Regions from separate parts of the Mus musculus genome. Here regions 2 and 3 are each linked to region 1. The links are chromatin contacts, called in public Hi-C and HiChIP or PLAC-seq maps. All regions are on one chromosome and are shown on one strand. Each heading gives the region's core, a stretch centred on a gene start, on an enhancer-like site or on the middle of the called end of the contact. The rest is flanking DNA. Distances are from core to core; before and after follow the strand shown.

The links. A called contact is a pair of places that touch in the nucleus more often than the background predicts. HiChIP or PLAC-seq counts read pairs in DNA pulled down with a chosen protein or histone mark.
Region 2: a contact with region 1 is called in a Hi-C map of cerebral cortex, with 2.8 times the contacts expected there. The contact joins the enhancer-like site here to the promoter of Tmem132e in region 1. A contact is called at or near these places in 1 of 39 promoter capture datasets (hippocampal neurons), 1 of 15 datasets of contacts at CTCF or cohesin (large pre-B cells), 3 of 484 Hi-C or Micro-C datasets (cerebral cortex, immediate neuronal precursor and nephron progenitors), 11 of 115 datasets of contacts at active chromatin or transcription factors (the 230-238 cell line, SST interneurons, embryonic forebrain and 8 more) and 2 of 9 other capture datasets (adipose tissue and pancreatic islet).
Region 3: a contact with region 1 is called in an H3K27ac HiChIP or PLAC-seq map of embryonic stem cells, with 5 read pairs. The contact joins the enhancer-like site here to the promoter of Tmem132e in region 1. A contact is called at or near these places in 2 of 484 Hi-C or Micro-C datasets (nephron progenitors and pancreatic cancer cells), 4 of 115 datasets of contacts at active chromatin or transcription factors (embryonic hindbrain, embryonic stem cells, forebrain and 1 more) and 3 of 9 other capture datasets (adipose tissue, liver and pancreatic islet).

Annotation. Positions count from the first base shown.
Region 1 is chr11:82,387,565-82,390,284 of GRCm38.p6, forward strand. It overlaps Tmem132e (transmembrane protein 132E), which reads left to right and starts at 1,336. Exons shown (of 9, transcript NM_001304439.1): 1 at 1,336-1,549. The coding sequence starts at 1,483.
Region 2 is chr11:82,273,198-82,275,917 of GRCm38.p6, forward strand. No RefSeq gene overlaps it. Among named protein-coding and RNA genes, the nearest start is that of Ccl1, 95 kb to the left of the region's middle. Within about 2 kb of position 1,409, at least 9 of the 459 cell types and tissues checked have an H3K27ac peak or open chromatin away from gene starts, as enhancers often do. A contact at or near this core is called in cerebral cortex and oligodendrocyte precursor cells, where this site is marked.
Region 3 is chr11:82,296,734-82,299,453 of GRCm38.p6, forward strand. No RefSeq gene overlaps it. Among named protein-coding and RNA genes, the nearest start is that of Gm38577, 89 kb to the right of the region's middle. Within about 2 kb of position 1,383, at least 6 of the 459 cell types and tissues checked have an H3K27ac peak or open chromatin away from gene starts, as enhancers often do. A contact at or near this core is called in embryonic stem cells, where this site is marked.

The sequences.
Region 1 (2,720 bases), core at 86-2,585:
CCATTTACCGAGGAGCGCCGTGGAGGTGGCAGCGACTGCTTCGGTCAACTGTGGCTCCCCCGCCTCTTTTTTTTTTCCTCTGGTCCTTGATTCTTCTTCTTCCCCAACCCCACGTCCAAGGAGAGCTGGACCCCTATCGGCATCTCTATCTTTTCTAGGCCGCCTAGGTACCCGCTGCTGCCTCTCCGGCCAGGGGCTGCGCAGGTGCGGTTGCCTTAGCCCACTGGCCGCGCTCCCGCTTCTTGCCACCCGTAGCTGGGACTGGAGCGGCGATCTACTCGCCCAGACTGACTCCGAAAGAGCGACAGCCTGTGCCCTGCCGCACCGAGGCAACGGGCGAGCGGGTGTCCAGGGGCAAGGCGGGGGTGATGGGTAGGACGAGGGATCGGAGACTGTGAACCTCGGAAAAGTTCAAGGTTTGTGTAGGTTCCCCCGGGAAAGCGAGGAGAGGTGTGAGGCGGGGCAAGGTACCCCTGTGCTGAGACAGCGACACCCTACCGGAGAGGAAAGAAAAGGGTAGCCGGTGCTGCCGAGGGCTGACCACCCCATCTCTCATCCTACAACGCTTACGGGCTGGATACTGGAGGAGACGCTCTGGGAAGAAACGGCTCGAGCTGGGGCGCCTTAGCTGGCGCTTCCGCTCCTTCGCTTCTCCTAGCTTCATCTCCATGGGGCAGCGAGTGCCTAGAGCTCCACCCTTGCTCCAGCCACCGAACCCCAGCCTGGCCAGGCGGCGCCGAGTTGGCCTGTGCTAGCGCAGACCCCGGTCGAGACTGGAGAGAGTGCTGGAGTCCAAGACCGAGCACTGCGAAGGGACAAACATCTGGTCCCCCACCTCAGACGTTTCGTCTGGGCGTCGCCTAGGGTGGTGGCGACCCGCGTCGCCTGTCTCATCCCTGCAAGGAAACTTTTCCTTCCCCGGATGGATTAAAGTTGCCTGGATTTTCTCTCTTTGCGAAAGAAATCATCCGTTTCCTCCCGACCTGGGATTTTCCCTACTGCTGCAGGGCGCTTGGGAGAGGAAGAAAGCCGCGCTGTGCATGTGGGGTTACCACCGAAACCGAGGCGATTCGAGTTCGCGTTGGGGTTCTGTACCTACGAGCGAGTACGGATCTGAGCGGCGCGGCGAGGCCAGGGGCTTCGGCACGCGGCCCTCGGCAGCCACCGGGACGTTGGTGGCCACCGGGCCCTGGGACCGCACGTGCGGCTCCCCCCTCTCCTCGCAGATCCTGCAGGGGGCACCAGCCCGGGGAGGTGGAGACTCCTCCCGCCCCGAGCTGCGCCCCCGCCGGCTCCGAGGGTGTAGCCGGTGGTGCCCGGGACGCCCCTCCCCTCAAAGTGTCCCCGAATTGCGCTTTCTGGCCCCCGAAGCCTCAACAGACACAGCTGGGCGCCAGTGAGTTGGAGGCGACCGAGCCCAGCCTGAGACCAATTCGCCGTGGATCTCTACACCCTCGGACCCCTCCTGCCCCCGCTTCGGCCATGGCCCCAGGGATGTCGGGCCGCCGCGGCGCCGCCCTACTCTGCCTCTCTGTGCTGCTCGCCCACGGTAAGTGTCGCGGCGCAGACTCGGGGTGAAGATGCGGCGGGCGCCCCTGGAGGGGGCGCAGAGAGAACCGAAGGAAGGAGCACCTCATCCCAGTGTTCCCCTGGACTCTCCGCCGTCGCTACCAGCACGGTTCCCGGCTGCAGCGGGAGTCCGCTGAGGGGACCGAGGTCGGTCCAGGGGAGATTGGGGCGGGGGGGGGGTAGATTCCTCGGTCTCAGAGTTAGAATTCAGGGAAAAACCCGAGACCCTGGGGGCGTGTCAGCTCACGGATATCTAGAGGGGTGCGAGAGATCAGCTAGGTCGAGTCTCGGGTACCCGGCCGCAGCTCCCCATGCAGCGCGAGGGGCTGGGGACCACTGGGACCGGCGAGATCGCGGCTTCCGGGCCCGGCGCGCAGGCGGGTGCGGGCCGTGCCGCCGGCTGTCTGGCTTCCTGCGGCGGGCCTAGGACAGGGACGCGCACGGTTGGGGCCCGGGAGGCTTGTGAGCAGCATCTCAATGGCCGGCCGGCTCGCAGAGCAAGTCGGGCGGGGGTCTGGGCAGCGGGCGCGGGCCGGGAGACTGGCGGCGCGCGAAGGCAGCGGGGCCGCGCTCCAGCGTTCTGCAATCTGTTGCGTCTGCTCCCCAGGCTCGCCCTGGGCTCTGGGCTCTGCCGGAAAGGGGTGACGGAGGGAGGAACCCGGGGATGGTGCGCCCCAGCAGTGAGATGGGGGATATGAAGGTTGGAGGCAGGGGGTAGTAGGACAACCTCCCCCACCCAGAGTGGGAACTCAAGATGAGCCAGGAGGGCGCTGCGGCGGGCTTCCGCAAGCTGGAGATGCTCCAGGAGGAGAGGGGCGCAAACCTAAACGAGAGAAAGGGAGCTGTGGAAGCAAGGGGGCAGGGGCGGCGGGGAAGCGGCCCTCTGCTGCGCCCAAGTGAAACCAGCTGACCCGGGACAATTCCCCAACCAGCAAAGGACTAGCTAGGGATATAAGACTCTGATGCCCCACTCCCGAGAGGGTGAGCCAAGGACAGAATTGGAGAAGGCCTTAGTGGAGCGAGCCATCTGGATGTTTGAGAGAACCGTCCGTTTGTAGTGGTCAGCTTTTGCCCGAATCTGTGCAGTCCCTGGCAGCCTGATTTGAGTGTGCTGTGAACCTCCCCACGGTCTCTTAATTCGTTTTTGCTCC
Region 2 (2,720 bases), core at 159-2,658, 110 kb before region 1:
CAAAGGTTCTTCCTGTGCAGGGATGTGCCTCTTCCATGGTTGCCATGGGTACTAGCCCTCCTCCTCCTCCTCTAGGAGCCTCCATGGCAGACACCTCAGCTTATAATCAGGGATGCTGGCTAGTTTCTCAGTTTGGGGGGGGGGGGTGTGGTACTCAGCCATCCCCCTGAGGTAAAGGAGACCTGGACTGACCCTGTCTCTAAGGGGATGACCCAGCTGTCAAGACTCTGTGTGTGCAAATGTTCCATCCCCTGTACATGTGTGCTCCCGCCTGTCAGTCTCTTGCTCTCATTTGTCACCTCTCTGTCACTCACATCATAAAATGGAGCCCAGGTGCGAGAGAATCAGCTGCACTCAGGAGACAGGAAGGCATGTTGAGTAAGACTGACAGAAAGACAGGAAGTCAGGCAGGCTTTGCAGAAAAGCAGGCAGCAGGCAGCTAACAAGCCTTACAGTCTTTCCCCAGGACAGATAGACAGACAGTTGTGAGAGATACACAGAGCCAGACAGTGAACAAACAGGTGATAGACAATCCTGTCACCTCTGCTCAAGAAGATAGCCTGGTGAAGACCTAGGCAACCCTCCTGGCTGCTGAGCCCTGCATAACCGAGGGATTTCCAAGGAAAGCCTGAGGTTCTGGGATTGAAGGCATCTAGTCACTCCCAGCATGCCTCACTCCTCCTAAATACTCCATGTGATCACAAGGTAGCTCCCCAGCTGCAGCCCCTGTGAACCACCCACTGCAAGCCAAGAAAGGACCAGAAAGGGAGTTCACACAGGCTTTCACAGATTAACCACCAGCCTTCATCATGCACAGCCTTCAAGGGCTCGGGCATGATGGGATATCATTCGTTATCGTCAGCCCATTTGTGAGAAAGGAATGACAGAGAAGGGAATTGACTTATCCAAGACTCTGGAGCTTTCTAAGGGGCAGTGATGTGACTTGAATGCTGATCAAGAGTTGACATTCTTCTCTCCATCCCCAGCACTGTTTCCAGAGGACACCCAGACCTCATTTGGCTTCGTGAACTCAAATTCCCTGTGTTTCCTCAGGAGAATGAGGTAGTCATGAGAAGACTACATGATTTATGTCCTGAAGGAAGTTCCCACAGGAGGAGGCAGTGAGTCGGTCCAGAAATAGCAGATGATGTCAGCCAGGGCATTCCTCCCACCCCACCCCACCCCCCGGGCCCTTGGCACCATCCTCTCACAGGACCATCATCAGAATTGAGGTACCAACAATCACAGAGATTAGGCATGCCCTTTCCTGGCTTGGCCTGCTCACACGTCATCCCTGAGGTTCAGGGAACACCTGTCTGTTTGACCAGCTCCCTCATCATCATGTACAGAGCCTCCCTTGCCAAGCCTGGGAAGAGCGCCTCAGGAGGCAATGCTGTATTCCAGACACGTGGGGACCCTGTCCATCATCATCTAGGGCCCTGTGCTTTCCTAAGCGATCTGTTCTTGGTCTCCTGGCACGTCACATTGCTCTTCCAAAACTGCTTCTTGTCTTCCCAGTGCCTAGTCTCCTCATTCAGTTTGGTTAATTACAGCCTCACTTCTGGCACATACTGAGTGCTGGACACTGGAGCCCTTAGGCCTATTGCCTGACCTTGATCTAGATTCTCTCTCCATGTAGGCTGCTTTATGTCTAGAAGAAAGGCAGCCATAGGCGGGCATAAGAAGGCATTCTGAGCACCTCTGTCTCCATGTTCAGGGGGTTTCACAGAGTAGGCTATAAGGAAAATAACACAAAGGAAATGATCAAACATTAGAAAGCAGGGCCTTAGGCCTTGTGAAGAGTTGGTTATTAGACATTTATCGGTACAACTCTGGATAAGGGATTTGTATAACTGAGTTTGGCCACAGAACTCGGCACTTCAGTGTGATGGCAGGCTTTCTATCTCCCAGCATATGAGGGACAGGCAGACACAATGGCCTGCCCCCATGCTGCAGAGGCATACGTTAATGAAGGTTAGTGGGTTAAAAACAGACCAAGGATTGGGCTTTGAGGCCTGTGACACTCTGTGGGCTGAAAAAGACTTTTCGCCCTTGCCAAGCTGCCTTCCGAGCAAATGGTGTAAGTCTCAGAAGTGGGAAAATCAGCGGCTGGGGAGATGGTCCTGTCAGTAAACACCTGCCTTGCAAGCAGGAGGAACCGAGTTCAGATCACCAGAACCCACATAAAAGCGAGGCACATAGGGGAGGAGGAGAGATGGTTCTGGAAGCTTGATGGTAGGACAGGCTGGTCAAACTGTCACACTCTGGGAGATACCTGATGACATCTATGTAGTACACTGCAGAGAGAGAGAGATGGAGACAGAGACAGACAGAGACAAAGAGAGACAGACAGACAGAGAGACAGAGACAGACAGACAGAGACAGACAGACAGACAGACAGAGACAGAGGGAAGCAGAGCACTTGGCCGGAACAGTAAAGAACCAGCCAGAATGTGAGGACCCTCTTCCATTCACCAACAGTAGCAGGGAGGGACAGTGGGAAGGCTTGTCTCTGCCACTCCCTGTCAAAGTTGTTAGTATGCCCTGAGATACAAAGGCAAAAGAGAAAAGGGGGGGAGGGGTGCTGTGATCCAAGTGGGACTGAGAGGCTCTGAAGAGCTGCCCACAGTTTTGCCCAAACGCAGGGCCCAGCCCCTCCTGGGGAGTGGCAGTGGACAAACCATTGAGTGGATTAAGGAAGATGGACACCTACGCTTCCA
Region 3 (2,720 bases), core at 133-2,632, 91 kb before region 1:
AACAACAAACAGAGCCCAATCCAGAATCCCAGACCACCCTGTCCTCTCCATCCTCCATCCTGTAGCAGGACCATCCACCTTGCCACTGATCCACGCCAGGCTAGAGTCCTCCAGCCTGCTCCTCAACACAGTCCCAGAGGCAGGAAGGCTACCCAGGGTCTCCCATTCATATAACAAGTTCTCAGTTCCACATATCCACATCTGTCCTCTGAGAACTGCTGCTCCGTACACAGAAGTTCAGAACAGATCAAAGTAGGAAGGAGAAGCCTGGGCGAGGAGAAGGCTCTAGAAATGGGGACTTGGGAGGGGAGGAAAAGGAATCCATTCTTAGCAGAAGGCTGGAGCAGCTGCATAAGTGGCTCTGTAATGAATAAGTGATGGCAGCCACCACCAATGTTTCCACAGGGCTGCCCAGCTAGGGCAGCAAAGGGCACTAAGTGAGAAGGCTTATCAGAGACCCAGCATCTTCAGGTCCCACTCACATACAGCACTTATGCATTCTTAATGGGCCTTGGGGTGGCAGGCTAACCTGAGGAGCTCAGGGTGTGCCCAGAGCTGGAAGGCTGAGGTCCTGGGTTCCCAGCAGTGCTGATTCTGGGGGAGGGTCCTGAGCTTAGATGTCATGGCACCCCTACCCAGGCATGGCCAGACTGGGACAGAAGCAGCCTGGGCCCTGAAATTCTTGTTCATTCTCTTAGCATGGCTTTTAGTTCCCAAGACATCAGTTTACCTCCTGGAATTAAGAAAGCCATGATCAGTTGGCTTCTGAGACTCTGGGGCTGACAGGTGTGCCCCAGTAGCTGAAGAAGAGACCAAAACTGCAAGTCCCCCATGGACCAACTGCATTCCCCGCATCTTTCAGGGGGAGACACAGAGAGGAAGACACCTGAGTTTTTTCAAAGTACCTGTGACCTGTGCCCTCCACCCCTCTGTGCCCTATCAACATGCAAGGCTCTGCAGACCAGAAAGGAAGGCTCTGCTTTCAGAAGCAGGAAAGGATCCAGGTCCTGGGGACCTAGAATACACTAGGCTTGTATGTGGCTAGCCAGTTTTGTGACTTTCAGGGTGGCCCTGTACTCTTTAACATTCCTGAATTAACTACTTTTTCTGTTGTTGTTACAAAACACCTAACAAAAGCAGTTTCAGGAAGGAAGGGTGTTTTTGGGCTCACCGGTGGACTAATTAGTTCACCCTAGGTGGGGAGGCAGCCGGCAGGAGTATGGCTGGGTTACATTGTATCTGCTATAAGGATACAGAGAAGTGAAAACTGGCTCTGAGCTTACCCCTCCTTTTATTCCAGTCCAGGTCCCTAGACCCTGGGACGGTGCCTCCCACATTCAGGGTGGGTCTTCCCCTCCTCAGGCCTTTTTTTTTTTTTTTTTTTTTTTTTTTTGGAAACTTCCTCATAGACACACCCAGAGGTGTGCTTACAGTGCTTAGTCATTCCATGTCAGTAAAGTTGTAGAGAAACTAGTTTAGGCCCCAGCTATCATCAGGGATCAAACACCAGTGAGCAGTCCGCATGGCCATCTTCAAGATACAAAATCCCCAAACATCTGATTCCAGACTAGCTGAGCCACCAGCTCCCATAAGAGACAGAAAGGGGACTTTTGCTGGGGCCCCTAATGCCCTCTATGTAAGCAGAGATTCATGGCGTCTGTACTCCTGCAGTGTTTTGAGTCTAGAGCTGGAAACAAAATGGCGGGTCCTCAAGAAAACAAAAGACAGAATTATCATGTGGTTCAGAGGGTCCTGGGCATGCACAGGAAGAAACAGAAAACAGGGACTCCAATTGGCATATATGTGCAACCACAGTGACACAGTATGACTCCAGAAGTCAAGTATAGAAGCCATTCAGGTGTCCCCTGCTGGCTGAGCAATAACAAATTAAAGAAGTGATTGGTGTTCAGAGGTGTATCCTTGCCTTTCATAGGGAAGGAAATTCTGATGCCCCAAGTGGGCAAGAAACTTTAAGACCTTATGATGAGTGAAACAAGACAGCCACATAAGGCTAATGCTCCCTGATTTCAGCCATGTAGGGTACCTAGAGTGACCAGGAACATAGCAACAGAAAGCAGATCTGAGGTGGCCATAGTGTGGAAGCACAGGGATTTGGGGAGATGTTATTAAGTAGAGAATTCCCGATATCCATATTCCCCCTCCCCTCTCATTTTGTTGCTGTTCTACTCTATTTTTGTTTTGTTTTGAGATTGCATCTCCCTGTGCAACCCAGGCTGGCCCCAAATTCATGATCCTCTTGCCTCAGCCTCCTGAGTGTTGTGATTGTAGCTTTGTATTACTATAACTGGATTACACAATTTTTAGGTCATGGTCTACAATAAAATTTGCTATTTTAACCATTTTAAATGTTAGCTTTAGTAGTGTTAAATATAGTCATGTAACCGTGCAAAAACAATCTCAGAAACTTTTAATCTGACAAAACTGTAACTCTGCCTAAATATGGTGGAACATGCCTGTGTGCACTTGGGAGACTGAAGCAGAAAGACTGAGAGTTCAGGGCTGTGTGTTGATCTATTGTCAATAATAGTAGTAGTAGTAGTAGTAGTAGTAGTAGTAGTAGTAGTAGTAGTTATAATGCCTATTGACAGGAGCTCCGAGGAGTCTGCCTAAACTTGCAATCCATATGCATTCCTTAAGATTAATTGAAAGTCTAGAAAGACTGCTCAGCGGTTAAAAGGATTTGCTGCTCTTTCACAGGA